4 separate regions of the Mus musculus genome follow, and all the other regions are linked to region 1. The links are chromatin contacts, called in public HiChIP or PLAC-seq maps. All regions are on one chromosome and are shown on one strand. Each heading gives the region's core, a stretch centred on a gene start, on an enhancer-like site or on the middle of the called end of the contact. The rest is flanking DNA. Distances are from core to core; before and after follow the strand shown. Region 1 overlaps Dennd1a (DENN/MADD domain containing 1A). Region 2 overlaps Nr5a1 (nuclear receptor subfamily 5, group A, member 1). Region 3 overlaps Nek6 (NIMA (never in mitosis gene a)-related expressed kinase 6). Region 4 has its middle 26 kb from the start of Gm13584.

What was found. HiChIP or PLAC-seq counts read pairs in DNA pulled down with a chosen protein or histone mark.
Region 2: an H3K4me3 HiChIP or PLAC-seq map of embryonic basal ganglia shows a contact between it and region 1, with 6 times the contacts expected there. The contact joins two enhancer-like sites. A contact is called at or near these places in 1 of 484 Hi-C or Micro-C datasets (nephron progenitors), 1 of 115 datasets of contacts at active chromatin or transcription factors (embryonic basal ganglia) and 1 of 9 other capture datasets (embryonic stem cells).
Region 3: a contact with region 1 is called in an H3K4me3 HiChIP or PLAC-seq map of embryonic basal ganglia, with 6 times the contacts expected there. The contact joins two enhancer-like sites. A contact is called at or near these places in 3 of 484 Hi-C or Micro-C datasets (olfactory sensory neurons, uterus and ventral hippocampal neurons), 1 of 115 datasets of contacts at active chromatin or transcription factors (embryonic basal ganglia) and 1 of 9 other capture datasets (embryonic stem cells).
Region 4: an H3K4me3 HiChIP or PLAC-seq map of embryonic basal ganglia shows a contact between it and region 1, with 4 times the contacts expected there. The contact joins two enhancer-like sites. A contact is called at or near these places in 6 of 484 Hi-C or Micro-C datasets (the C10 cell line, cochlea, cumulus cells and 3 more), 1 of 115 datasets of contacts at active chromatin or transcription factors (embryonic basal ganglia) and 1 of 9 other capture datasets (embryonic stem cells).

The regions. Positions count from the first base shown.
Region 1 is chr2:37,825,993-37,832,822 of GRCm38.p6, reverse strand. All of the region lies in intron 19 of Dennd1a (DENN/MADD domain containing 1A), which reads left to right. Among named protein-coding and RNA genes, the nearest start is that of Crb2, 53 kb to the right of the region's middle. Within about 2 kb of position 2,697, at least 24 of the 459 cell types and tissues checked have an H3K27ac peak or open chromatin away from gene starts, as enhancers often do. A contact at or near this core is called in embryonic basal ganglia, where this site is marked.
Region 2 is chr2:38,686,435-38,693,264 of GRCm38.p6, reverse strand. Nr5a1 (nuclear receptor subfamily 5, group A, member 1) reads left to right here. Exons shown (of 7, transcript NM_139051.3): 7 at 1-605. It also overlaps the pseudogene Adgrd2-ps. Among named protein-coding and RNA genes, the nearest start is that of Gm36744, 18 kb to the right of the region's middle. Within about 2 kb of position 4,209, at least 76 of the 459 cell types and tissues checked have an H3K27ac peak or open chromatin away from gene starts, as enhancers often do. A contact at or near this core is called in embryonic basal ganglia, where this site is marked.
Region 3 is chr2:38,582,367-38,589,196 of GRCm38.p6, reverse strand. Nek6 (NIMA (never in mitosis gene a)-related expressed kinase 6) reads right to left here. Exons shown (of 10, transcript NM_021606.3): 9 at 6,701-6,814; 10 at 1,707-3,917. The coding sequence ends at 3,807. It overlaps Psmb7 (proteasome (prosome, macropain) subunit, beta type 7), which reads left to right. Exons shown (of 8, transcript NM_011187.1): 8 at 909-1,151. The coding sequence ends at 1,020. Among named protein-coding and RNA genes, the nearest start is that of Gm35808, 52 kb to the right of the region's middle. Within about 2 kb of position 4,281, at least 33 of the 459 cell types and tissues checked have an H3K27ac peak or open chromatin away from gene starts, as enhancers often do. A contact at or near this core is called in embryonic basal ganglia, where this site is marked.
Region 4 is chr2:38,391,067-38,397,896 of GRCm38.p6, reverse strand. No RefSeq gene overlaps it. Among named protein-coding and RNA genes, the nearest start is that of Gm13584, 26 kb to the right of the region's middle. Within about 2 kb of position 2,471, at least 19 of the 459 cell types and tissues checked have an H3K27ac peak or open chromatin away from gene starts, as enhancers often do. A contact at or near this core is called in embryonic basal ganglia, where this site is marked.

The sequences.
Region 1 (6,830 bases), core at 1,448-3,947:
TCTTCTGGGAACCCTATAACTTCAGCCCCCCACTATGAAAGTAGGGCTGGGTTTTCACAGAGTCTGTGTCCATCTCTTCCACCCCTCTCTGAGCTCTGAATCCCACTGGGCATCTGGCTCCAACATCTGGAGCTCAGGAGAAGTAGCTGACAGAATGGCTGGAGTGGGCACCCCTCCCCTTGGTTGTAATGGCACAATGCTGGATCTCAGTATTTTAAATGAAAAATATATGCAGTTAGCTGTGCGCTGACAGTGTCCTTGAGGATTTGACAGTGAGATTTTCCAGCAGTTGGTCTTCGTTAGGATCCTGGCAGTGTTTAATAAGGCAGTGGAACTGCTGGCACCTTGGGCTCCTGTTTGTTCTCCAAGGGCTCGGGGCTGCTGCGGTAAGCACACCGACCAGAGCTGATCATTACAAGGGCGTACGCCACCATGAATAAAAATGTCACACGTTTTCCCATCTCACAGCGGTACAAAATGTCAGTCCTGTCAAACACACATTGCAGGGAGCTGTGTGCAGTCCGTACAAATTGGAAAGCTGCATATTCCCCCAGCCTTCTGATATTCTTCATTTGAAGCTGAAGAAAAACAGTTGTTAACCTATTAGCTGGGATTTTAAACTCTGCTGAGGCTCTGGATGGTAGACTCTGACACAGATAGGAATGTATTCCAGGGTCCAGGAATTTTAAAACAAGTTCTCCATCCATTTGTTCCTAGACATTGGGGGAAAAAAAAAAAAAGATCCACTCCCCTGTCTAACAAACCCAACTCTTTCTTTAACAGACACACTGGGGAAATTTTGGGATATTTCATATCTAAGCTTCCTAATGCTTCCATACCTGCATTCCACTAAAGGAATAGAAAAGAAAGAAAGAGAAAGGTTCTTGCTCTGGGAAATAGCCCTAGAGCTCAGCCTGATAAGTTAAGATACCTCTAGGTTAAGGTCGTTCCTGGCTTGACAGTGATGGCTCATGCCTTTAATCCCAACACTCAAGAGGTATAGGCAGCTGGATCTCTGAGTTTGAGGCCAGCCTGGTCTACAGATTTCCCTGACAGCCAGTAATACACACAGAGAAACTCTGTCTCAGAAAGGGAGAGCGGGGAGTTCCTGATTAGAAGCAAGCCAGGAATGTTACTAGTACTAAAGACAAATAACCCAAGTGATGAGAATAACCTGTTGATGCAGGTGCTTGGTTAAGGCCTCATTCATGGGTGGACATTTGTACTGTTGTTACCATAGGCAGGTCTATACCAGAAACCAGAAGTTGCTATGTGAACCCCTAACCCCACCACCACCGAAGACTGCCTCTCTTAGGGAAGAGAAGCAAGATGTACTGCTCTTAGGGGTGGGAAGAATGGAGAGCACTCAGGGAGAGCAGCTCTGAGGGTAGCAATATTCCATCAGGTGGGTGAGTGAGGGCTGATGTAGGACCAGTGTATGTTGAGGACATAGGCACATGCGAGATAGAGCAGCTGCTCTGAAGGATGGCAAACGTGAGCCACTGTGATATGGGCTAAGAGGTGAGGCCATGGGGATAAGGCCTGGGTCCTGACAGCTTGCTGAGCATAGGGGTATTTTTTTTTTCCAATTTTTCAAACAAGTTTTATTCCCATACAATCCTGAGACTTTACTTTTGCTTAAGATATACACAGGGAACATGATTCTTTAATGTGAACAATAACTTATGTCCTGGCTCCACCCCTTGGGTGGCTTCATGACTGGGTAATAGTGCCTCTAGCCTTAGCGTCTCTGTAGTGTTCCTGGCTGCTGTGAGCACAGGGATTTGATCAGTTCTCTTGGGCTGGGAAGTGAGAGATTATGGAGTTTTCTTATCTGTACCAATGCAAAATTAGGTGGAAGCTTTTGTTTTTATTTCCTATTGCTGTACTGTTTGGAGTGGACACTATTCCAGAGATGATAAATGAGTCTTGCTTTTGCTGAGCTGGCTCTGGCCCTTAATATACTGAACAAACTCTCACCAAGCAGGGCACAGACCTAGAGAAATGCAGGCAGCTTTTCAGACAGGCCTTCCCGTGGGGTTGAGGAGACTTCACGGTACATAGAGCTCCAGGATGTCAGGGAGCAACATCATGGGGGTTGGGAAAGCTGTGCCCTGGGCTCACAGAGCGTATGTCACCATCTGCCTTCCACTGCTCTGTGTGTGTTGTGTATCATGGAAAGTGTGTGCACTCGTGGGCATACCTGGGCTTGAATTGTGTCTGTGCCACCTGTTAGCTGTGAAGCTTGGTCTAGATGAGTCACTGAGCCTCATTGCCTTATCGTTTCTGCCTTTTTAAGCAAGGTTGCCTTCTCTGTAGCATTCTCGAGACCAGTTATCTGCTTAGCACCTAGCATGGACCTGGTGCACAGCATGTGCCAAGAGCCAGCAGCCCCTCCTGGTATCGAGGAACATCTGGAGGTCTTTCCTCTCACCTCACCACCAGTGAGACTCCTGGACAATGTCACCCAGGCACCCTCGATGGTGTCCCAGATGGCCATCAAGTGGAGGGAGCAGAAAGGCACCTGCCTCCTGCTTCTGTTTGGGTGAAGAATAGTACAGTCAGCAGAGCCCCCTGCCCCTGCCCAGCCACCAGCCGCATCTGGTACCCGACCTCCAACAGCCAATGGGATGCCACCTATTCAGGCCCTGCACCTGCACCAACTAAAAACAAAGGGCTCCCCTCCCCCTGGCCCTCGCCTGGGCCTCCTCCCTCCCCTGCCACTGTCCCCCAAGCTGGCTGGGTCACCCAGCCACCATGCAGTCTTCCCTCCCAGCTGCTTGGCTGCTTTTGTTCAGCATGTGAACTTCCCCGTCAGTGGAGCTCCTTGCACGGGAAGTAATCAGGAATCTTGACAAGGCTTCAAACCACAAATGCCACTACAAATTAACCAGCACCACTACAAAATACTACTCCTGTCAACATTGGAAAGAGTGCAGGGCTATTCAGAGCAGCCTGAGAGGCTTTCAGCACAGCACGCACGCGTGGAAGGCAGGGTATGGCAGAGAGCCCTCTCGAGACCACTTGCCCAGACCCTCTCTGCAAGTGCTGTACCTATCCTTCAGGACCACCTTCAGTCCCAGATGCCCTCTCATCCCTCGCACAGGTGGCACCTCAAGACAGCAAGCAGTGGGTATATGAAAACCACCCTGTAGGCAACAAACAGGCAAAGGCTGACGTGCATGCCAGGTGTCTGTCTTCCATTATGCTGTGAGGGAAGATGAGAGACTTCTGTTTCCCTGCCTATACAATAGGACCCTGGCAGAGCCTTTATCCCAGGCTGTTCAGCACCCCTGGCATGTTCTGGGTACCCCTAGCCCTTCAAGGGAGCTCCTAACCCCCTACTTCTCCTCTGCAGAGAGCCCCTTCCTACCATGTTGTGTGAGTGAACTCTCAGCAAGCAGATGGCCACTTTATCCTCAGCCATGAGGTCAGGGTCCTTCCTGTTCAGCATTTTTGCAAGACTATCCACCACACAAAAGCTTGTTACCTCTGCAAATGCTTTGGGTCCAAGAATCCCCCACTTCTTTCTCATGTCCTGCTGAGCCACTCAGGTCCAGAACACATCACCGGGGCCTGGTATGCTCCAGCTGGCCTGGCTGAAACTCTGAAGCAGAGACACGCATTTGATCCTCCCCAGCAAGCAGGATCAGCTCAGTCATGGCTGTGTAAAGAGAACTGGAAATAATGACAGGAGTTGGGGGACAGAAGAGAGCCATGCCTCTGAGAGCTGGTTGGGCATTTCAAAGGAAACACTCCACAAAAATATCACTTCAATACACTCCCCTTTGGAGGCATATCAAAAGAAGCCCTCTTTTATTTCCATACCTTGCATAATAGCAGATTTCCAGTCCCAAAGAGTAGCAGAGCCTTGCTCCTGGCCCAGAGACCCTTTGTAAAGCCATAGAAAGCTTTGTCTTCCCCTCCCAACAGGGTCTGCTTCACACACAGGTCAGAGTATTGATGTGAATACTAGCCAGGAAAATTAACCAGGTGAACTCTTCCCTCGTTAAATAGCAACAGAGTATAATTGTGAATTCTTTCACGCCTGCTCTGTTCCCAGCACATTCCCAGGACAAACTGAGAAGCCCAGGCCCCATCCAGCTTCCCCTCAGCCTCTTCGGTGGAGCCAATGGGGTCTGTAGAGGAGAAATGATGCAGATCACGAATGGCACAGAAATGATTGAGGTCATCTTTAGGACCATCCTTGGAGACCAGTTCTCACAGGCAACTGCCCTGTTAGTCATGCCCACCTTTTCTGTCAGAGGTTCCTCCCAGGGAAAGTTGTTTCTTCTCCCTCTCCCTTGCATACCCCAAGCTTGGTATACCCAGTCCTTGGGTTTGTCTTCTTTGACCTCAGTGACTACCCCACCTCCTAACTAACATTTCATATCCTTTTGCATCCGTTTTTTTCTCCACAGTGAAATGTGACTTTTACCTCATAAGGACATTAAAGGGTTAGTCCTAGAATGGTCATCCATTAAGGATGGAGGGATTTCATATGCATTCCTAAACACCCCCTATCCCAATGTAGACATCATAAAACTCCCCCTCCACAAGCAGCCAATAATTGTCTTAAGATGGTGACCCTCTTCTGCAGGCCTGTCTCCTGCTTCTCTGGGTGTCCCTATGCAAGACCTCAACTCCCCTCAGCTATATAACCCAAAGCAGGAGCCCTCACTCCCTGTAGAGGACTCTCTGAGGTAGCAAATGTGCCAGGTGGACAGGCAATGCCCATGACACATACAAGCTGCTCCCCAGACATCCGAGATGCCCCTCCTTTCTCATGTATACTAAGCTGCCTGCCCCCTGTCCAAATCAGTGCCTAGCAGATAAACATTTTCCATCCCATAGCCATGCACAGGGTGCCCACTCATCCATGCCGCCCAGGTAATTAAGTTGATATTCTAACGCCACTTCCCCCCTGACCTTTTAGAAACAATGTATTTTGCTGCATCAACAAATTAACTGCAAATCAGATGCTGTCCTTGTAAATGTGGATTTCTTATCCAATGAGCATACTTACCTGGCCCACACAGCTGACAGAAAAATATCCAGGGCCAGGCCAAGACTGACAAAGGCCACAGAGTCCTGCTCTTCTCTGGGACCTCTATGCCAATCACACTTTCAGACCTCCCTACTCTTGTGCTCACATCTTCCAGAGGTCCAGGACTAGAATTTGGACAGACCTCCATGACTAAAGAGGAGCATTTGGCTTCCTATCCATTTTATGCTCCAAGAACACTAACGTTTCTTGTGTTCTGACTGCATCCCTCCCACTAGATTGGAAGAAAAACTACCCTTCATAGCCCAACTCTCAAGGCTTTCTTGTATTTGACTCCCTCCAGTCCCTCCAAGTCTAAGCCTGCCACATCTGCATACTCAGCCTCAATCTCCTCTTCCTGGAGCATTGCAGCCTCCCCTGTACCATGCACCCAAAATCTCTACCACTCACATCTGGTAAAAAGAATGGTTCCTCTGCACCTGTGCTAACCGTGGCATCCCTGTGTCCCCCTGCCTTGTGATTGACCCCTCTACTCTAGGCCCATCCTCCCATGGATCCTGCAACTAGTACAATCTGGTGAATGATTGGAAACGAAGGGAAAGACAATGGTCACCTGTTGCCAATGTTTTCTCTTAAGGCACACATCCCTAACATGGATGGGATAAGGGGGTTCCAGATGACTTGGGAAACTCAGTTGGACCAGAACAGAACAGTCATTGGACTAAGAGTGTCTGCCTTGATTCTTGCTGCTATGTGATCTTATACCAGTAATGTAACCTCTTTGAGCCTCTGTTTCCTGTCTTTAAACTAGAAATAAACGTTCTAACTTGCTTCATCAGGAACTAGGGGGCTCAAAAGGCAGAACCAAGATAGAAATTCTTTAATTATGTCTAAAGTCCAGTGTCCTTCAGCAGAGCCTGCCTAGTTGACAGCACATACCTTGAAAAACCAAGATTCTTGTGTCCCCAGAATTTTTCTGGAAAGACATGAGAATATGACAGGAATATACAATTGGGTGACCCTGTCTCACCCTCAAGACTCCACTCTGAGCCGCCCATGGCTCTAATTGTGCTCTTGGAATGCATACAACAGTGGCCTGATAGAGGAGTTGTTTGCAGCTCCAGAGTGGTCAGCTGAGACCTAACACATACCCATGCACAGAGCCCAATTCTGACTGCCCAGCAGAGCTGTGAAGATGAGAGTCCTCTTAACCCAAAGACTTTTTCCCTGATGGAAGTCAGATCTCACTGGAGTATCCACTGCTGGAGGGAATGTACTGTCTTGTTCTTCCATGAGCCTTAGCCCTACATAGTTGTTCCATCAGCATCCAGATAAAGAGCCCTTCCAATGTGTGGTCTTTGGGAAGGCGGGTATGCTGTGCTAACTGACCTTCAGGACCTCAAGCCCCCACCCTTCTTACCATAGCCCAGCTCAGGAAGTGCCAAGTGCACCATTAACAAACCAGTGATCCCCATAGCTTATGTAACTGCATGTCCATCATCAAGAGTGTGAAGGTTCACATACAGTGTGATTGCTGCGCCCCACTTGGCCCTGTTCTGCCTCCCATTGTGCCTATGAGAATGTGAACTTGAAATTAAGAGGCCTGAGCCTACACTGCTTCCAAATCTTGTTCCATACCAGTAGGAGCACTTAGTAGATCTGCCTCTCACTTTTGTTCCTTGTGAGCAGGTCCCACTGTGGCTCTGTACCGTAAGCCACAGGGAGCCACAGCTGGTGGAGCAGGGGTTCTGAGAGCTGCAGTTCATGGTAATGACTGTCACTAACCCTGCCCAGCTCTTCAGTCTCCTTGAGCCCCAACTCATGC
Region 2 (6,830 bases), core at 2,960-5,459, 860 kb before region 1:
CTGAGCTGGGATATGGGGACTAGCATCAAAGCTTTCTCCTGACATCTCTTTCCAAGAGTCGGGGTGGCATCTGTACCCCACCTCACCCCCGAGAAGTGCTATTGCTTGCCCTCTGCCTCAGCCCCACTAGGGGAACAACAGGAGGCCTGCTGGGGCTTAGAGTCCGTGCAGGTGGGGATATGGGTAAATCTAGGAGAACTCACAGATCTTTATATGAGGACAGTGCTGAGGACTTTCTCATGGCTCCATCCTTTTGGTCCCTCGCCACTACCCTTGAAGCTGGCTTCAGTTCCCTGGCTGCTGCTTTGCCTCCTGAAAGCCACTCTGTAGGACCAAGCACTCGGGGGAGAGGCCTAAGCCATCCTCTGTTCCAGACTGGACATCCACTGTCTTTCCTGCTTTCGCGTCAGATTTACAGCTTATGCTAGGCCCACCCAACTGGACAAGGCTGTCTCCTGTCTTCTACTACCCTGGCTCAGCCCCCACCTCTGCCCCTGAAATGCGTGCTCCCACCAAGGCCAGAGACCCACAGCCCCAAGACAAGAAGTGCCCTTATAAACCCCTGCAGCCCTGCAGCCCTGAAATAAATTTTGCAATTAGTTTCCAGTAGCATTTGTGAATTTGCATTCTGAATCGAGGTGTAGTCCCTGGGGTAGGTTCTGGGTGGTGGTGAGGGTTTGCCTGCCACCAAAACGTGTTCAGCTCAAACCTCTGGGAAGGGGCACTGTTGAAATGGCTCAGAAGGTAAAGGTGCTTGCAGGCCTGGTGAAGGAGAGAACAGACTCCCAGAAGTTGTCGTCTGACCTACGTGCAACACACACACACACACACACACACACACACACACACTTAGAACCTGCACAAGACCAAGCCACTCAACATTCCAGCGGAACTCACGTATCCCCTACTCTTACTGTCAATGGCTTCTGGGGGCAAGAGAGTCAGATGTCTTCAGGGATGTGATTCTAACCCATTCTCCAGTGCTCCATTGGAAGGCCCTGCAGCCATGTACACACAGGCTTCACTAAATGGACTCAGCAGATTAAGAACATGACTTAAGGAAGTTGGGAGGGGGGGATATGGAGAGAGTCCTGGAAACTGAGCAGTGGGAGATGGATTCTATCTAAATACAGTGTATATATCTGAGTGTCTACATACATATCATACACATTGAAGATATTTTTAAAAATGAGGCGGGAGACAGTTGGAGAGCCCAGGGTGGGGAGACAGCAGGTGCTACTAGGCTTTGGGCCCCACCCCAAGCCTGGGGCTCAAGTATACACAAACCCTGGGAGATACTGTGACTTCTGGGGTCTCCTCTCAACTCACCTGGTCATACCAGTTCTGCCCCATACTGAAAGTGCATCCATTTCATGAACACCTCGCAAACACCCTCCCTCAGCTCCAGCAGAGGAGGGGGGGTTGGGGGGGTGTTCAGTGTGGGGATCCAGATTCCAACCTGGCTCTCCCTTTCTACCGTCCTCAGTCCCCACCCTTGCCGACGAAGCCTGCTAGGTGGCAGCACTGAGCTTGATCAACACCTGAGTGTTCCAGCACCTCAGGTCCCCTTGGATCTGCTCTCCCAGGCCATCTTTGTAGGTTCTCCACATTCGCGCAGCTGAGGCGGTGCTCAACCACTGCCCCACCCACTGTAACCAATGCGACTAACCTAGGGCCACACTTGGTCCACCCAGGGTTTCTAAAACAATTAGAAAAAGGGTACCTCCTTTAGGGGGAGGTGGCAGAAAAATGTTCTTCTCCTGCTTTGTCCCAAGGCAATGCCCAGGCTTAAAGAAAACGGTCTTAATTAACCAGATGATACGATGTGGCCCCTTATGTAATTGAACCACAAATAAGAAAGTCGTTGATTCAGCTCACAGGAGAAGGGTCAAATTGGGTTTTTAAGGATGCCTAGGAATTTACCAGCTTAACAGAAACAAAGACAGCCCAGATAGAACAGTGTGGCAATAAAAAGAAAGAGGGTGGCGCCAGCTGACTGCGTGTGGCTGGAGCATAGAGGGTGTGGGAGGAAGAAGAGATATGTAGGATGGAAAGGCCTGGAAAGAGCCCCTTAGTCCTGCCCCCTGATCCCCAAACCTTTATGACTGGAACAGGGGCCTTCTGCAAGGGAAGGGATTCAGAGCGCATGGAAATGCAGCTAGCTATGGGCCACCAAGGGCCTGGTTCTTTCTACCTCCTCACACACCCCCTGGGCCCCGAGTCATGGGCCATGGGTCCTGCCAGGGCTGAGCATGTATGCTGCTGATACTTAACAAAGTCCACCTGCTCCAGAGGGAATGGACAACTGGCCCAGCCTTTCCTCCTCCTGGGCCTGCGTTCCCAGTGAAAGGCAGGGGCTCTGCTGTCTTCTCTCTTGTGAATCTCTGGCCTCTCCACCCAGGCAGAGCCTTCAATGCCTTGAACACAGCTTCCTCTGCCTACAGCCCTACATGTCTCAGGTCATAGCTGACCTTCTCTGCGTATTTACTGGGTGCAGGGTAGTTGCTGTGCCCCAAACTAGCATAGGACTGTATCATAAGGTCTTCTGAGAGAGAGCCTGTTATCCCCCATTCTGCAAATGACAGACAGGGAGGGCTTCAAGTTCTTCCACATCGTAGGTCCCCAGAAACAAATGCCTGGAGACCTGGACTTGCATAGGTGAGCCAATGCTCTCCAGGAATTGTGTCCCAGTTGCAACCCACATAGGGTTCAGGGAGGAAGCCACCAAAGCCCAGGGACTGTCTGTGCCTCTCTGGCTCTTGGGGGTTCCTCACTCACCCTGCCCTTTTGTCTCACTTGTCCTGTGCACACCCTGACCCAGCTCTGTAGCCCCAAAGGAGGCAGGCTGGATGGTGTTGGGGATCCGACTGGTGGCTGCACGGTGAGGTAGTGCCCTGGCCTGTTTTCAGTTGACTTCCATGCCGGTTCCTCCTCAGTGAGACAACCAATCCCTCACTCCTGAGTGAAGCCCAGCTACCTGTGAGCAGCCATGCCTCACACCTCCAGAAATCAGTGCCCAGGTGCCCACACCTGCTGCTCATGAGCTTAGACTGGCAGCAGGGAAGCCCCAGGCCTGTGCCTACACAGTTAGGACTAAGTCAATCTCCCAGCAGAGTGGGGATCTATAGCCTCAGGCCAGGGACACTGCCACTGCTGAATAGGCTGACTGCTGGGCAGAAGAGATGACTCAGGGACTAAAAGCACTTGCCACAAACCCGGATGACTTAAACTTTATGCCCAGAGCCTACATGGTGAAAGGGGAGAATTGAGTCATGTAAGCTGTTCCCTGACCTCCACATCCCAGCACATGCACACACACAAGACAATTTTTTTTTAAGTGCTAACAAAAACTAGCAAGCCTAGTGGCAAGGCAGAATCCCAAAGTCAAACTGACAGCTTCTCTGCTCCCGCTCCTCTCAGACGGCCCTGTCCATCTACCCCTTCCTGGCCAGGAAGACAACCTCTCCGTGTGTGTGTGTGTGTGTGTGTGTGTGTGTGTGTGTGTGTGTGTGTGTGTGTGTGTTGGGGGTGGCATAGGCAGAAAGCTTCAACACCTGGTTTATTATCAGGCACTGATGGGCGCCTCTGGAAAGTGGAAGGAACTAAGACAAACAGAAGGACCAGCCGGTCTGGTCCAGAGCTGCTTTTCTCTCACGTGGAGCTGCCTGCTGTACATTTCAGTCTGGGTTTCCGTTGATGAGCTGAGGTCTTCTGGCCACTGAGCTCCTGAAAGGCTGGGAGGAAAACCCTGCACATACGTGCCTTTTAGACCCCTGTAGGAAAGTGCAAGGGCTCTCTTTGGGCAGAGCTGGCAGGGATGGCCAAGATTAGGGAGGGTCTGGGAACAGAGACTTGGGGGAAAACTCTGCCACCCCAGCCTGCCTGCCCCTCATGGTCTCCCTGAGACAGTTTCTCTACAGTCAGAGCACCTGCATGCACCTACTGTCCCCAGAGCTTTCGGAAAGGACGCATGGCCAGCAGCCACCCCTCGCCGGAACCTTTGCCCAGGTTGCCTGAGTGCGTGGTTGGGAGGAGCTGGGGGCAAGAAGCAGGGATCGTCGGGCAGAGTAGGGGTCGGGAAAGTGGGGCCGAAGTGGAAGCGGCTTCGTTGCTACGAGCAGCCCTAGCAACGCACCCATTCAGCAGAGACAAAGGCACAGAGGCGCTGCAGTGGCTCTTGTTCTCGCAGACGGTTGTGCTTGCGGGTGGGGGCGGGGTGGAGGGGGGGGTTGGGCCTGTCGGGTGAGGGGCAGCTGCGCGCTCTGATCTTGCCTAGCCCTGCGCCCCTGATCTGCCTGCAGGGGGCGCTTCGGCCCCTTTTAGCGGACCAGAAGCTGAACATTCAAGGCTGCCTGCCACAAACCTTGGTCTGTGGATCACACCCCTATGACTATTGCTACATCTCAGATGCCGCATCTGTACAGGTAAGCCTGGTTCCTGCTACGCCACTGGCTGCCTTAGTCGCAGCTCCTCTGGATGCTTGGCCTCCTCTGCACACTTCGAGGAAAGCAGCCTCCCCTGACTGGTGGACCAGAATCAGCACCGGCCTGGGGTTGGGCACTGAGCCTAATCCCAGCAAGAGTTCCAAAAACAGGCCTCTCTTTCAGCCAGCCATGGGTATAGTTTGAGACTAGGCAGCGCTGATCTAAGATTGGTTCTTGTATGGTTGAGTCTCAAATTATTTTCATCTTGGAGCAGTGTGGGAGTGGAGGGATGAGGGAGTCTGCCCAGGAAGAGAAGTACCTGAAGTCTTAAACACTGTCAGCTCCACAGCCTAAAAAAGAGAACAGGAAAGATAGGTCCCTTTTCCTGTCCCCTGTCCCCTGGGAGCTCCTGGCCCTTCCCAAGAGGCCTTGGCTTTTAGGTCTGTCAGCCTACAGCTCTAGCTTTCCAGTGCAGAGGACAAGGTCCCTGCAGTCAGTGCTCACCAACCTTGTCCTAGCCTTTGCTGTGTCCCCAACCCTGCCATTACACTAGCTGGTCCCTTGTTCTATCTAGCCTTATGGGTCTTCTGGGTTCTGTAATGGAAGAGAAGGCTGAGGGAATCCTGGGTCTATGGGTCCCTAAAAGGGGGAAATATTTGGTGAACTGTGCACAGGCTAAGACATTGGACCCCCACTATCAGACACCCTAAAAATCTGCTCAGAACTTTACTCTCAGATTAGTGGTGAGGAAATTGAGGCCCACCCAGCTCTCGTATCAGGGGCTCAGGCACACTTCCTCTCCTTACCCCCCTACCCTGGGCTAGGAACCCTAGACAGGAGTTCTAAGTAGACCCCACCTCTGGTTGGTCACCCAACTGTTCTCCAAGGTCTCAGTTTCTTTGTCTTTCTAGTAGGCTTATAGAGTCTGCTGCTGTTCTCCTAGCTCTGGCTGAGTGATGGAGAAATCAAGGCAGCAGGAAACACTAGGCATGGAGATAGAGATTGTACCTCTCAGAGCAACAGATCTTCTCTGAGAATCCCAGACTCGGGCATTCTCCTGGGCCATGACCCAGGGACATGAAGCCTGTAGGTCACAAGGGCCAGAGAGTGTCTGAAAGAAGAGGTGTTGTGCTTGGCCCTGTCCATCTGGCCCCAGGGCCCCCTCACCCTTGGCCAGGTGCACCTGCTCTGCCCTGAGCACCTCGGCTGCCTTCTTCTCTGTCATCCTCCGTAGTGTGTTCTGCACCTGTGGGGGAGCACAGGTCAGGCCTTGACCTTCCCTAGAGCCCAACAGGTGGGTCCACCCTTGACTCTGTGAGAAGTAGGAGTAGGGACCCCAGTCTACCCTCCCTTGGTTTTTTTCCCCCCACAGTATGCTCACCATACTCACCTCTCCATTGTAAGCAGCGTAGACAAGGAAGATGTATGGGCCCTGTGGACAGGCCTCGTATCACTAAGAAGGAACACCCACCTGCTCTGTGGTCTGACCTCCCACTTTCCTTGGATCAAGAGCCCAGGACCACATTCAGTAGATACACTGAGGGACGTCAAGAGGCAGAAGGACTCAAAGCCTGCCTTGCCCTCCCGCTAGCCCTTTACTCTGCGGCCCATAAAGTCTCTTATTTCCTTCAGAGATTGAGTGTGAAGGGCTCAGCATTCAGGGCTAGGGCAGAGCTGACTCCTCTCCACATGTGTCGGGACCAGCAGGGCCTTGGCACTCACAAAGTACCAAGATAGTGCTGTATTTGGTCCCAAGATAGTGCTGTCCAAAAGGTCAGACTTGAACTGAGCCTAGAACTAGAGCCTGGAACTTACTCAGACACCATGTGACAGCATAAAAGGCAGCTTTCTGTTCAAGCCCAAGGCCAAGAGCAGAGGGCATTGGACTCCTAGGTCTTCCAGCCTTTGGGCCTCTGGTCTCCAGGCATAATGGATTGACATCCTAACACTAAACCCAGAGCCAGCCTGTCCCTTCTGCACCTCAGCATTGCCTTCTCCATGAGTCTCCTTTTCATACTGCACACCAGCAAACAAAGGCATCTTTCTGGACCCCACCACCCCAAGCTTGACATCACCCATGCCTCACACTCCCTACAATAAAACTGGGGTCTCCTATAGCAACTTTGGAGTCAGAACAGTCCGGTCCCATGTCCCCTCCTGACCCATCTCTTACCAGCCCTCACATTGTCCTGCCTCTCACAATGACACCCCTTTGCATACAGCTTTCACACCTTGGCTGAGAATCAGCCCTTCCACATAAGAATTCTCTCTATTCCCATGCTGCTTTGGCTGTCCTTTGCCCTCTCAGCCTCTGTGGTACCACACTATGGATAGGTTGTATGAGGTGGGCACTTTGGTCCCATGTACTATGTTCTTTGGGGTGTGACCCAGCAACTGGCCTGGGGG
Region 3 (6,830 bases), core at 3,032-5,531, 750 kb before region 1:
ATCTTGTTGGGCCATTGTCTCAAGGCAACATTTAACTGCCAGTATAGCCCTGCAAGGTGCAGTCCAAGAGATGTTTTTAAACCTTAGGACAGATAGATGTATTTTGAAAAAGTATGCCTTCCACCTGAGCTGTCATGTACCTCCCATCTGCTCCCTGTTGAAGCTCAAGTGCTGTTTAAAGGGATACATTTTCTAGGAGCATGTGATAATGGCACAGCTTCCACTGATCGGACACAACCTTGATGGAACTGTGACTCCAGACAGACAGACACATGACAAAGGAACAGTTTTCTGGTACCATATTTTGGCAGACTCAGGACTGGAGAGTTTGAGTACGTGTGGATAAGGATGAGAGCCTTGTGCTCAGAGCAAGCCCCAAGGAGGCAGGTCAGGTGAGCATGTCCTAGTGGCAATCAGTCCACTGTGCCCTGCAGGGACAGTTGGCCTAGAGTGAGGCACTTGGAGCTTGGCTGTGGACTATGTTGTATTGCTGGTGCTTCTAGAGATGAGGGGCAGAAGGCGAATTACATCACTCATATTTAATGCCCAGGATGTGAGTTTTACGGAAGTGGAAGCCTCAAGTCACATGACCAAGTAGCTTCTAGCTCTACTGAGAATGGTGGGATGTGGAAGGAAAATTGAAAAACAGTGCTTTTTCTATTATCTCTTAAGTATTGTCTCATGCACATGCGAGTGCATGCATGCACACACACACACATGCACGCACGCACGCACACACCCCTTTCAAGTGTACCATTTGGAAGTAAAGGGAGGTTGACTCCTTGAAGCCCCAGAGGTGGAGTTCTCAGAGTCTAGTCAAGCCTGTTGCTGTCTGGCCAAAATGTCTCTGTCCTGACCTCCGTTGGGCACTTGAGCAGAAGTCTAATTGCTTTTATTTTTCTCATTAGGCTTGGCCGGTACAGATGTGAGAAAGGCACTACCGCTGTCCTCACCGAGAAAGTTACCCCTCTGGAGATTGAGGTGCTAGAAGAGACTGTTCAGACAATGGATACTTCGTGAATGGTGCTGTGGGTGGTTGGATAACTCTAGATGACTCGGGGTGCATACCACCCCTACCCCAACCCCATTCTACCCCAACCAGAAAACATGCCTTTGGCAATTGCTCAATTAAAATAAATAAATAAAAAGACAAAAAACTTAGTGAGTGGTTGTAATGTTGGAACTGTGCGTTTGGGCTCCTACTGACCCGACTTTCCTTTCTATGTTCCAGATCTTTCTGGCGTGTTAGTGGTGTGGTCCTCTGAAACTGATTAGTTCTTTGTGGCAAAAACAAAAAACAAAAACAAAAAAACAGATTGGGTTTTTGGTTCTAAAGAATATGACCTAGGCCTATATTTGTTTACTTTATCTTCACTTGGGGGTAACCCCAGGCACCTGTCCTAACAGAGTGAATCAGTGCAAAGCAGTGGCAAGGAAGTCTCAGGCTGAGTGGATGGCTTCCCTACATAAACAAGACCCTAGTTCCCCCTCCCCAGGACAGATATCTTCAGTTTGAATTCTCAGCCTAAACATGCTCAGGTCTAGAGAAAGATAGATGGAAACTGGGTATTTGTGTGGCTGTATGAGACTGGTGAGCTGCACTCTAGCCATTCTCGTGACAACTAAAGGAAAACTTGATGTTTGCTGTTTTGCAGTAATTAGACATAGCATTGCTTTGCTTCTCTGGATAGTGATTGTCCAGTGGAGACTGTACATCCCAAGGGCCATTTTATTGGGCAGATAGTTCTCTTGGTGTGGACAATGGGTAGAGTGCTGAAATGAAGTTCTTTGGTTTGCAGAGGCTGCTTGTACCAAGGGCAGATAGAACAGAGCCTCTAAGAACAGAAACAGTTCTTACAAAGACCCAGGAAAACTTTCAGGAGTTAGTGCTGGGCAGGAGACAGCGACTCTGATCCTTTCTCAGAGTCAGTATTCTGGGCAGGACACTGGAGGACAGATTCCCTTGTGCAAACTGCTTGAAAGGGTACAGTGGATTTATTGAGGGCAGCAGCTTGGCTGATGAGTGTCAGAATTATTTGGGGAACTTAAGAATATTCTGGTGTTACTTGGACGGTTTGGGCCTGACAGGTTGCTTCTAAAGGCACCTCAAGAAGTTATGCTGCTGCTGTGTGCTGGGTGTGGACTGCAGTCCAAGATAAAACACGGACACGCAGTCAGGGCCACCCCTGAGCTGCTCAGCCGTCTCTCTTCCCAATTTGTCTAAAATATGGAGCACTTGATCCGGGCAGAGGCTGTATCTGGAGTACAGGCCCTGCTCAAGAGGGTGGTGGCTAGCCAGAGAGCTTATTTGTGCAGAGCCCTGGTAAACATCACCTGACAAGACAGGAGCACTGGCCTGTCACCAAGTGGGTGCTCCTTGAATACTGCATAGACCAGCGGTTCTCAACCTTCCCAATGCTGGGACCCTTCAATACAGTTCCTTATGTTGTGGTGACTCCCAGCTATAAAATTATTTTCTTTGCTACCTCATAACTGTAATTTTGCTACGGTTATGAATCGTAATATAAATATCTTTGGAGACAGGTTTGTAAAGGGGGTCTTGATATACAAAGTGAGACCCACTGGAATAGAAGAACAAAATTCAGACTGTTTCCTCCAGCACTTAGATTTCCTTAAATTCACATTTATAAGTTAGTCTTCACAGTTAATCCTATTAGGAACAAAAAGTAAATGAACATATTTCTGCTTTTCCTGCACATAATACAGTTGTATTTTAATTCTTGACTCGCATAGTCCATGACTTGAGTTTTCTGAAGGGGTGACAGGCAGGCTGTATTTTTGGATCACCTGCCACTGCTAGCTGATTTGCATCTCTATTGGTTTGGGTTTTGTTTGTTTTGTTTTTGAGACAGGGTCTTATGTAGTCCGTTCCTGTCTCAAACTTCCTGTATTGCTCAGGGCAACCTTGGATTCTTGATCCTCCTGCCTCTACCTCTCAAGTGCTGGGATAGCAAGCTTAGGCTGCCATGGCTAACAACTTTTGTTTTAAATCCTGTCAGCCACCTGGAAGACAGACACCTTATTATAATGTCCCATTTGCAGGCAAGGACACAAAGGCCAACAAACTTTGACAAGTCACTAGGAAGATCCAGACCCCGAACTTGTCAAGAACAGTGTGCGAGCAAAGCTTCTGGAGTTTCCCTGCTGGATGGACGAAGTCTGCACACTGATCCTAGAGTGAGCCATAGCATCCCAGCGGTGGTGATGTGACGGGGCAGGGCTGCGGAGACAGAGGAGAACCCTCCCATCTCCCAGATGCCACTTATGTCGAAAGGCCCGATGCTAGGTGCTCTTTACTGTCACTCATCAAATTAGAAAATGCAGAGAAAAATATTAGCGCAATCTCTACTCTAAACCATTATTTCCATCGTATCCTTGTACAATAGAGTAAATGAAGCACACAGCCTGATTGTATGGAAAGGTACTAAGAACTAAACCAATGGTGGTAACCATTTGCAAAGGCTGGCCCACACTAGTCACCCAGCTCCCTTCAAGTCTCCTGACCGTGTGGGCCTGGACGGGTCTGAAGCAACCAGGCAGAGGTTCACATTTCAGTAGGTACAAGGGGTTTCCATGGCTGCCAAACCCCTCCCCACTCATCCCAGCTCAGATTGTCTGCGACAGTTCAAAGAAAGGACTTTGGAGTCTGACCATAGCCCAGCTGTTTTCCGCTGGGTGGAGCCAGCTGAGAGTCCTCTAGTCTTGGCTGTGGGGGCTTCCAGGTACCACTTGGGGAGAGGACTCAAGTAAGACAAGTGACTTGGCTTTGATGAGGTGTGTTGCGTTCAGGTGCTGGATGTCCAGACGTGCATCTGTCTAGCCACCTGGTGCACATATACAATGTCAGGTCGGTGGTCAGGGTCAGGGTAGATACACATACTGACCAGTTCCCGAAGCTGCAAGGAAAGAATTCTGTTAGTCTTAAAGTGCACCTCAGATGGTGCTGTTGTCCCTTCAAGTGAACAATGCTTTTCAGGATAAGTTACATGGTCACACAGATCCCATGTATGCATGCCTGTCTAGTTCCAAAGGCGATGCTTTGAGACCCTGAGAATTTTACCCTCAAATAATCTTCAGTTTTCAACTGTGCACATGTATGTCCGCTGTCAGTCACACAAAAGCCCAAACCAGAGAAAACTCAAGGAAAGGGCTTATTGATCATAATAAATGCATTAACATGCAGCAAGGCTACAGTCTGCACACCCCCTGGCCTCTTCATTGTGCTCATGAAAGACACGCTTTTAATTATCCAGACACTGAAGGCTTTGCCCGCCAGGGTGGGGGAGGGGCGCCTTAAGCCTCTGATCCCTTTCGTTCTGATAGCCGGAGTGCTAGTTATTTTAATGGTAATTAAAATAATGACCTTAAAAAGCCCGGGTCTTAAACGTGCAACACTGGGCTGGCTGCAACATTTTTCATCTGAGTGCCTGCTGCCCAGGGTGCTGTGGTCACCAGTAAAAGGAGAGAGGGGGGAAGTCCTGGACCGGTGAGAAGGGCCCAGGCATGTTCCAGAGGCCCTGGAGCTGCAGCATCCACCTCAGAACAGGGTGTCTATCCTGAACTTCCAAAGCTGGGCTGCCTTAACTGGCCCATTTTGTGATCCTACTGCTGTGCAAAACACTGGAATCCATAAGCTGATGGAGATGGTGTGTGCAGCATGTCTGGAGTCCGAGATCATCTACAGACAGTGGTTTCTGAAGCTGATCTGGAAGGGAACCATGGCTGACCCATCCCGTTAAAATTTGAAAACCAGGTCAAGATGAAGTCTACCCCATGATCACTTAGAAGCAGTCAAAAAGAGAAACAACAAAAAATAAGAAAATAATACAACATGATAATAACTTTAAAAGTGGGGTATGTTTAGGAACAGACCCTGTGCTCAGTAGCAGGATCTGGAGCTGCTGCCTGCTAGGGGCATGTCTAATGAGCTAGAATGGCTGCCTAGGACATAAAGCTAAGGGCTCTGGGGTCTTCATTGCTGCCTTGCAACTGATGTGGGGTGGGTGGTGCCCATTGGCAGACTGGCACAGGAGCACTGAACTGATTAGAGCCAAGTCACATGTCTTCTAGTAGTGCAGAGATTCTAGTTTAAACAAGGAAAGGAACGAGCCAGTCAGCAACAAGCTTTGTGACGAATGTAACCTGTTCTTTCCTGCCAGCTTGTTCTCCAGACCACAGATACTTTCTTTCCCAGAATGGCTACTGAGAACTCTTCAAGCCACTGGAGCTGATGGGGGAAGAGAGGAGTGATGTACAATTCTCTTTACCCTATGACCTCCCCACCTCAGGGGTGGCAGTCTGCACAGGTGAGGCCAGTGGGCCTGGAGGCTGGCTTGGAGCCTGCATGGTTCTGCCTAGGCTTTGTCCCCACCCACAGGTACTGCTTGTAAGCCTCTCCTCATCTGGATGATGGACTTCCTTGGTGCAGTGGTTCTCAGCCTTCCTAATGCTACAACCCTTTAATACAGAGTTCTTTATGTGGTGACCCCAAGCATAAAACTATTTTATTGCTACTTCATAATTGAAATTTTAATATTGTTCTGAACTCTAAATATCTGATATGCAGGATATCTGATATGTGATCCCTGTGAAATGGTCATTTGACACCCGCCGTGCCCCCCCCACACCCCAGGGGTTGAGACCCACAGGCTGAGAGCTGGTGCCTTAGTGAATTATGACTCAGTGGCCTAGGGTCCTGCACAGTGGCCCAGGAAGACCTTAGACTCTCACCTTTAGCATCCACTGTCAACAAGACATCACAGATGATGTTTAGCAAACATTTACATGGAGCTGTGTTACTTACAATTGCTACTTTTGATGGTGGTGGTAGATGGTGGCCGGGCTCTATTATTAAACATGTCACATGCATTAATCCTTTATCTTAAACTTGGACAGGAGATTCTACTTTTGTCCCCATGTTAGAGATGAGGAAACTGAGTCTCAAGGCAGTGAAGGAAGTATATTGATCTATCATATGCCTGTACCCTGTACCACTACTGTGCCATGAGACCTGTCACCTACCCTTCATAGTTTATTCATGAGGGAGATATAATTTAGCCCATTTAAAAAATAATGGTTCTTGGAGGAGCTAGAGAAAGTACCCAAGGAGCTAAAGGGATCTTCAACCCTATAGGGGGAACAACATTATGAACTAACCAGTACCCCTGAGCTCTTGACTCTAGCTGCATATGTATCAAAAGATGGCCTAGTCGGCCATCACTGGAAAGAGAGGCCCATTGGACACGCAGACTTTGTGTGCCCCGGTACAGGGGAACGCCAGGGCCAAAGGGGGGGAGTGGGTGGGTAGGGGAGTGGGGGTGGGTGGGTAAGGGGGACTTTTGGTATAGCATTGGAAATGTAAATGAGCTAAATACCTAATTAAAAAAAAAAAAAAATAATGGTTCTGTGGATGAGCTTCACACAGCCAGGAACTGTCCAGGGCCCCTGCACCCAGCATAAAATATGAAAGTCTAAATTCCAGAGTTACAGGCCTATTAACACAGAGCAGACCAACCAACCAATGAGCCCAAGGTGCCCACCTCTGACCTCCCTGGTACTCGGTTCCACTAGCCTGGCAATACGTCTTAGGACATCTGTGTGCTGCTGCATCCCGCAAGCTTCAGGCACTTGAGAACCACCCCTCCTGGAAGTACACCAGGACCAGCCCCAGCTTGCTCACCTTCTCAGAGTAGTGCTCTCCCGGGAGAGGCGGGTAGTCACACTGCTCAATCTTTTGGCAGAGGGAGAAGAGATTCATCTTATCTCCATAGAAGGGGCTCTGGAGAGCTGCCATCTACAATGAAGGAATA
Region 4 (6,830 bases), core at 1,222-3,721, 570 kb before region 1:
AAAAATAGGATAGCATAATGAATCCCCGTGCCCTAGTTTTCACCACGGTGGTAGTTTTGCCAGTCTTGCTTCCTTTTTGAACCCCCACATCACCATGTGCTTACAATGCAGCACTGAACCCTCACAGCAAGCCTGTGCGGTATACCACTCTCCCATTTAGCTCCAGTAACTGAGACCTTCAGTCATTTGCCTGAGGAAGTCCAGCATTGTTAGAAGTCAAACACAGGTCTGCCTGATTCCAGGTCCTGTGCTTCTGTACCGTCCTCAGCAAACGAAGAGTGGTGAAGGATGATCAGAGCCCACACCCGGAAGCGCCAGACCTTGCCTGGCTCTCCTGTCACCCCGCAGTCAGAGGTGGGGCCAGACAGCCATCTTGGAATGTGTATTGATCCAGGGAGACCGGATATAGTGGAGCCTGGAGTGCTACCACCTCAGGCTTGACCTTGAGGGAGCCTCCTTTCATCACATGGGAATGAGACTGTACCTCAAGGGGTCAATGGAGAGTTTCAATGACATAAGTGAGGAAGGTGCCTGGCACACAGTAGTGCTCCACAAATGGCAGCCACGAGTTCATTGTCTAAGGTCAGGAACCGCATGTTGACTTTTTTTTGGGGGGGGGGGTACGTTGTGGAATCAAAGCTGAGGAGCTGGGCAGAGGAGAAACAGCAAAACCCAATAGCTTGGTTACAGTAGAGCTAACTAGAAGCCCAATGCTGGACTGGCTTCAGGTCCCAGCATGAGAGAGAGAGAGAGAGAGAGAGAGAGAGAGAGAGAATGAACAAGAGTGAGAGAGAGAACAAGAGTAAGAGAGAGAGGAGAGGAGAGGGAAAAGGGAGAGGGGAGAGGAGGGAGACAGACAAGAGAGAGACACACATACACAGAGAGACACAGAGAGAAGACTTTCTCCTCCTCCTCCTCCTCCTCCTCCTCCTCCTCCTCCTCCTCCTCCTCCTCCTCCTTCTTCTTTGTAATGTCTCAATAGCTGTAACATCACAGGGAGAGACTGGGTGTTTCCATGGGGCTCCACAGCAGGATGGAATAGTGATACGTAAAAAGTGTCTGCCAGCCGCAAGTCCAACATGGGCTGGCCCTAGGACTTACTCTGACAAACAGGAGACAGGAAGCTAAGGCATAAGTCATCTTCAGCTTCTGTTGCTTCATCCCCACAATGTTCCATGTTATAGCCAGGCCTGTGTTGTGGAACCAGAGGACTGTTCATGCTGAGCCAGGCCCAGCCCACAGCATACTCACCGACAACCTCATGCAGTCCCACAGGTCTCAAAGCATGGCAGAAGCCACCTAGCCAGCCCATGGGAGCCACTAGGTATCTAACACTTCTTGTTTGAATGACATGGGAACCGAGGGGCTCAGTACAGGTAATCCATATACCTAGAAGGTGGCAGGAGCAATGGGGTCTGGATTTAGCTCAAGCTATTCTCGCACAGGGTATCACCTCTACCATTCAATCTTCACATAAGCCAAGACTGACAGGGTAGTTCAGTAGGCATCTCTCAGAAGAGAGAGAGAGAGAGAGAGCGCTGATATCTTTAGGGCTGGAGTTTCTCTCCATCCTGTGCAGAACCCCCATCTGAGTGTGGTAGTGGCATGGTTCTGAATGCAGAATGTGAGTGGTCTCAATAATCTGTGTATGTCACCTGGGTGTGTCTGTGTCTGTGACCCTATGGCATATTACCATAATACCATGGTAATGTAGCCTCTGGTGATTTATGTTTATGGGGTATGTGTGTGTAGGGGGGGGGGGTGTCATGATGGCATGTGTTTATGTGAGAAATATGTAGAGTGTGCATCAGGGATACATATGTGAGGTGTGAAGTCTGTTCTGGTCTGTACCAGGGGTATGGTGTATGTGGAAGTCTGTGGGTGTTGAGTATATAGGGTGTGGTATGCACCTTTCAGATGTGCATGTATGAAGTATATGGTTTATATTGTGTGTTTGTGTATGGGTGTATTATGTGAGATATATGACTCATGTGTGTGTATCTGCATATGTGTGAGATGGGGGGTAGGCAGTGTAGGTGGGTGTTGAGGGTGTTGAGTGTGGAGAGATGTGTTGCGTACTGTGTTGCTGTGTATGGTGTGTATGCTTGTGTTGATATGTGTTTGTGTAAGGGATGTGGTGTATATGGAGGTCCTTGAGTGTTGAATGTGAGAGGGTGTGGCTTGAACTGTGTGTATATGTGTGATGTGTATGTGTGGGGTGTGGGGCTCATGTTAGTATGTGTGTGAGGGGTGTCGTACACGTGGAAGTCTCCAAGAAATGAATGTAAAAGGGTGGAGCATGCATGGTTCACGTTGGTGTGTGAGGTGTTTATGGCTTGAAGCATCGTGTGTGCAACAAGAGAGGAGCCCCGCTGACTGATGGTCTCGGGCGAGTGTTCGTTCCTTGCATCCCAGAATCTTGCTGACACTGATCTGGGCCTGGGAACGTCTTTCCTGAATAAACATGATGTCATTTCCATTCCATTCAGCCTGCGCCGGGACAGCTGCTGTCAGCATCACTGAGGGAAATGCCACCTCGGCCCTGACAGCTGCCACTTGGCACACTTTGTAGAAAGCTTCTCTGGGAAGAAAAAAAAAAAAAAAAAAAAAAAAAACCCCAGCCAGTCATGCAGATGCTATTTAAAGTATGTTGCATCCTGATGAGCCTCGTGGAAGAAGCTAAGTACGCTGAGGGACTGTGGAACCTGGGCTGGGCAGGGAGGTGGGGAGCAAGGCACATGCTCATAGGTCGGGGGGAAAGCTGTCCCTACCTCCCATTTTACAGATGAGCAAACTAGAGTTGAGAGAGGGCAGGGGCTTGTCTGGGACCAAAGAGTAGGTCTCTGACAGAGCACATGGGCAGAGTGTGATGACCAAGACCTTTAAGTCGAACAGAACTTGCTACCAATGGAGAAACTTAGACCCAAAATGGAGGGAAGGTTGGCCCAAGGCCATGCAGATCGCCTCAAAGCTGGGGTAGGAGCTGCTCCATCATCTTAAACACGTGGACATCCTCTGTCTTGTATACAACAGGCGCTAAGCAGGTGCAGATGATGTGATAGTTCATCTTCATGGCCAGCAGACTGGATTTGGAATTGCTTAGGAGACACACTTCTGTGTCTGTCTCTGAGGGATTTTTCAGAAGGTTTGATGGAGGCGGGAAGACCCATGCGGGTGGCTCCATTCTTTGGACCAGGGTCCTGGGCTGAATAGAAAGGAAGCCTCAGCAGTGAGAATGGTTACTGACACAGATGGCTCCTTTATGGTGGCTGTCCCCTGCCATGGCACCAGAGTGCACATCTGCCATCAAATTCAGTGCAGGATTCAGTAAAGTTGGTGAGACAGGGAGCACCTCCTTCTATAACAGGCTGCGTGTGAGATAGCTTCGAACTGTGGGCTAGTGTAGGTGTCTGAGTATGCTTCAGGTGAGCCCAGCTAACTTGACAAATCTCTTTGGCAAAATATCTCAGAAAATACCTTGAGAGAGGAAGGATTTATCTTGGCTCAGTTACAGTTGGGTAACTTGCTCCATTGTTTCATGAGGATAGCACATTGCTATGAACGCCCCTGCTCCCTCCCCATAGCCTGGGACTCAAAGGGAGTGTGACTACAACATTGGGAAGGGGCCTGTGTGTCTTATAAATTTCAGCTGATTTACAGCTTCTTGAATCTGACTAGCCTGCCTCCTCCCTCAGGGTGGATGGTGGGTGGTAGGTGGTGGAATGTTTCAATTCGGAGGAAATTGCTACCAGACAAACACCATGGCAGAAGGGCCAGAGCGAGGGAAAGCTGCTTGCGTCCTGGACACCAGGTACAGAGAGACAGAGAGAAGACCCAGGAGCAAAGTATGTCCTTCAGAAGCAAGGTACCAATGACTGTCCTCCCACCAGTACCTCCCAACCTTGATCATCTATCTGTGGATCTGGCCAACCATGGGATTAGATGAGTAATCACCTATTGGTGAAGCTGTTTTCACCTCAGTGTTTAACCAAATCTCCCGAGTTAGCTGCATTCCTTCCGTACATTTGATTTTCGTAGAAGGTCCATTCTCTGCCTGTCAAACTCCTATCCATCCTTCAAGACCCTACTTCAGTATCAGCTTGTTGATGCGATGGAGCAGATAATTTATGGCTCTGGACATTCCTTGTTGTCACACTAGTGGGTTCTAGTTCCAGGGGAGCCAAATGGAGGAACATTCCTGGTGTGGTTCTGAGTTTTGGGCCTAACTAAGAAGGCCTCCCTCTTTGGATTTATAGACTTCAGCCTGTGAGCTTCTCTTGACTCAGTGGACCAACTAAACTCTCAGCTCATGGCCTGCTTGTGTATGTCAGATGCCAAAAGCACAAACTTGTGGATCCCAGGATTGAACTCGGGTTCCCAGGTTTGGCTGTAGTACCTTCACCTGCTGAGGCATTTAGCCGCCCCTCTGTACGCTTTTTTTGTTAACAGGCTGGGTGACTCAGGGGGATAAGTACACAGAGCTCTTCTGCTGCAAGAGACAACACAAAGGCTGTCTCCAACAAAAACACACATATGTGTACACACACACGTACACGCAAGCAAGCTGGGCTAGTGTGTTTCTCAGCAGTAGCAGACTTGTCTGGTGTCTTTAAGGTCCTGGATTTAATTTCCAGCACCAAACTTTTAGATGGTATGGTCTGGAACCTCCATTTAACTAACCTCTTAAAAAGTCTCCTACCTGTCATGCTGTGATGGAAGATCAAGAAATAATACAATCATCTTGTTTAAAACTATGACAAAGCCCTCCCTCTTCCAGCTGTGTATTTGCATGAGACCAGATGTTTTGCACAGAGTTCAATCAACAGTTTATCACAGCAGACTAAAGACCAGAGCCAGCAAGAGGATCTAGCTTTCTTCCTCACAAGCTTCAAAAATGAAATGAAAACACATTTCTCTTTAAATTTTTCTTTTGGAAACAATCATTTTAATAAAGATTATGTTGGGCTTTTAAAATATTTATTTAATTTCATGTTTATGTGTGTGTGCATGCCTGTAGTTTATGTGTGTATCATGTGTGTGCAGTAGCCCTCAGAAGTAAAAACAGGGCACTGTACCCCGAGCCCTGGAGTCTCAGATAGTGCGAGCTGCCATGTGGGTGCTGGGAACCCAACCTGGGTCTTCTGCAAGAGCAGCCAGTGCTAATCATTGCGCTATCTCTCCAGCCCCAAGTTCTTGTTTGTATTTTTCTTCATTTGCTACTACTGGAGGGTGAAGGCCATGACACAGCACATGTGTGAAGGTCAGAAGGCAACTGCATGGCATTCATGTCTCCTTTCACCTCTACAGGGACAGGTCAGGCTCATGTAGCAAGCTCTCTTTCCAGACCAAGATTCTGTTTTTATGTGAACAGCTAATGGGTTCTTTGTCTTCTTAAAAATAACTCAGTAAATGCTTTGAGTTTTAACTTTCATGTTTTATAGTAAATATCACTTAGCTAATAATGAATCCACTAAGCAATATTAATAGACACTGATTCATAACCATTTTAATACTACAAAGGGGGTCCAACGACCAAATATGTGCACTCTACCTAGTGGAGATTATTGTCCACACTTTCCAGGCAGGGTAACCAGGCTCAGGGAGGCAAAGTGACTTTTCACCTGTCATCTATATCTGAGCTCAGCTGCAGACTCCACAGCCCCCACTGGTCACCGTCATTCCATCAGAGTTGGGATCTGACGTGGCAGTTTTCCGAGAGTTTCTACCTTCATCTCTGCCCTGCCTTCCCCACAGCTGGGTGAGGCTGGCAAACAGTCTGTCTGACCGCACAGGGCTCAGAGAAGGGCAACATCATTCCCCAAGGTCCAGCTGGAACGAGCAAAGCTGGAATCTGAAGTAGGCTGGCCTAAGTGTGGAATTTGCCTCTTCCCAGCATGCTCTGAGGAACCTGTGTATGTCTGCGCCACCAGTCCTTAGTCAGGCTCTTGAGAGGATGACAGCTGCAGGTTGTCCTATAATAACTACTCCATCTGTATTTTGTAATATGTAGTCAGCTGGTTTCCATGTCTTATATGGAGCTGGGAGCACGTCCTATATCCCTGGAGTAAACACTGTATCTCTGATGTTAGAACAACAGGTTGCTAAGATTTAAGCAAAATCGTTCAGTTACACTTGGTGATTGATTCTTTTGGGAGATGATCTAGAGAGGCAGAGTAGACAGGTCAGGGGGAAAGAAGAAGGAAGCTGATGAGGGCACCTCTCAGGGGCGACCCTGCAGGCAACTGAGGCAGGACTTCATTTGTAGTCTATGGTGGGGCTGCTTGGAGCAGGCTTCAGAGAAGCTGGGCTGATGAACAAGGAGGCTGCTAGGTTTACCCACTCATACCTTCCAAGGCTCGATACTTCCAGGAACCCACAGCTTCCTACCCTCTGCACGAGGCCCAGCTTGCTTTGAGACACCACCATAGGTGAAGAGATCCAGGAAGCCCCTACCTGGGAGGAACCTTTCTGGAGGTAGCCTTGGGAGAGGGAGATGAGTTAGGAGCTTGCAGCCCATGCATAGCCCTCAGACACACTTTCCATAGTCAGCCGACAAACCCTCGATGTCCCTCCCATTAAAGCCAAGACTCCATCCTGGGCACTGGAGCCTCAGAAGTGAGAGAAAGCAGTATTGCAAAGACCATGTAATAAACGGGGCATTTACCATTACCTCAGCCACACAGCAGACAGCCCTCGAGTCTGATGACAGGTAACAAGTATTGTCTCTGTACTCAACACACTGTGGCCAGGCTGGGCTCTCCTAGGCTCCTCTGGGACTGCTTGGATTTGGCTCTTGTTTTAGGTAAAGTCCATGTCTGCTCCACATGACT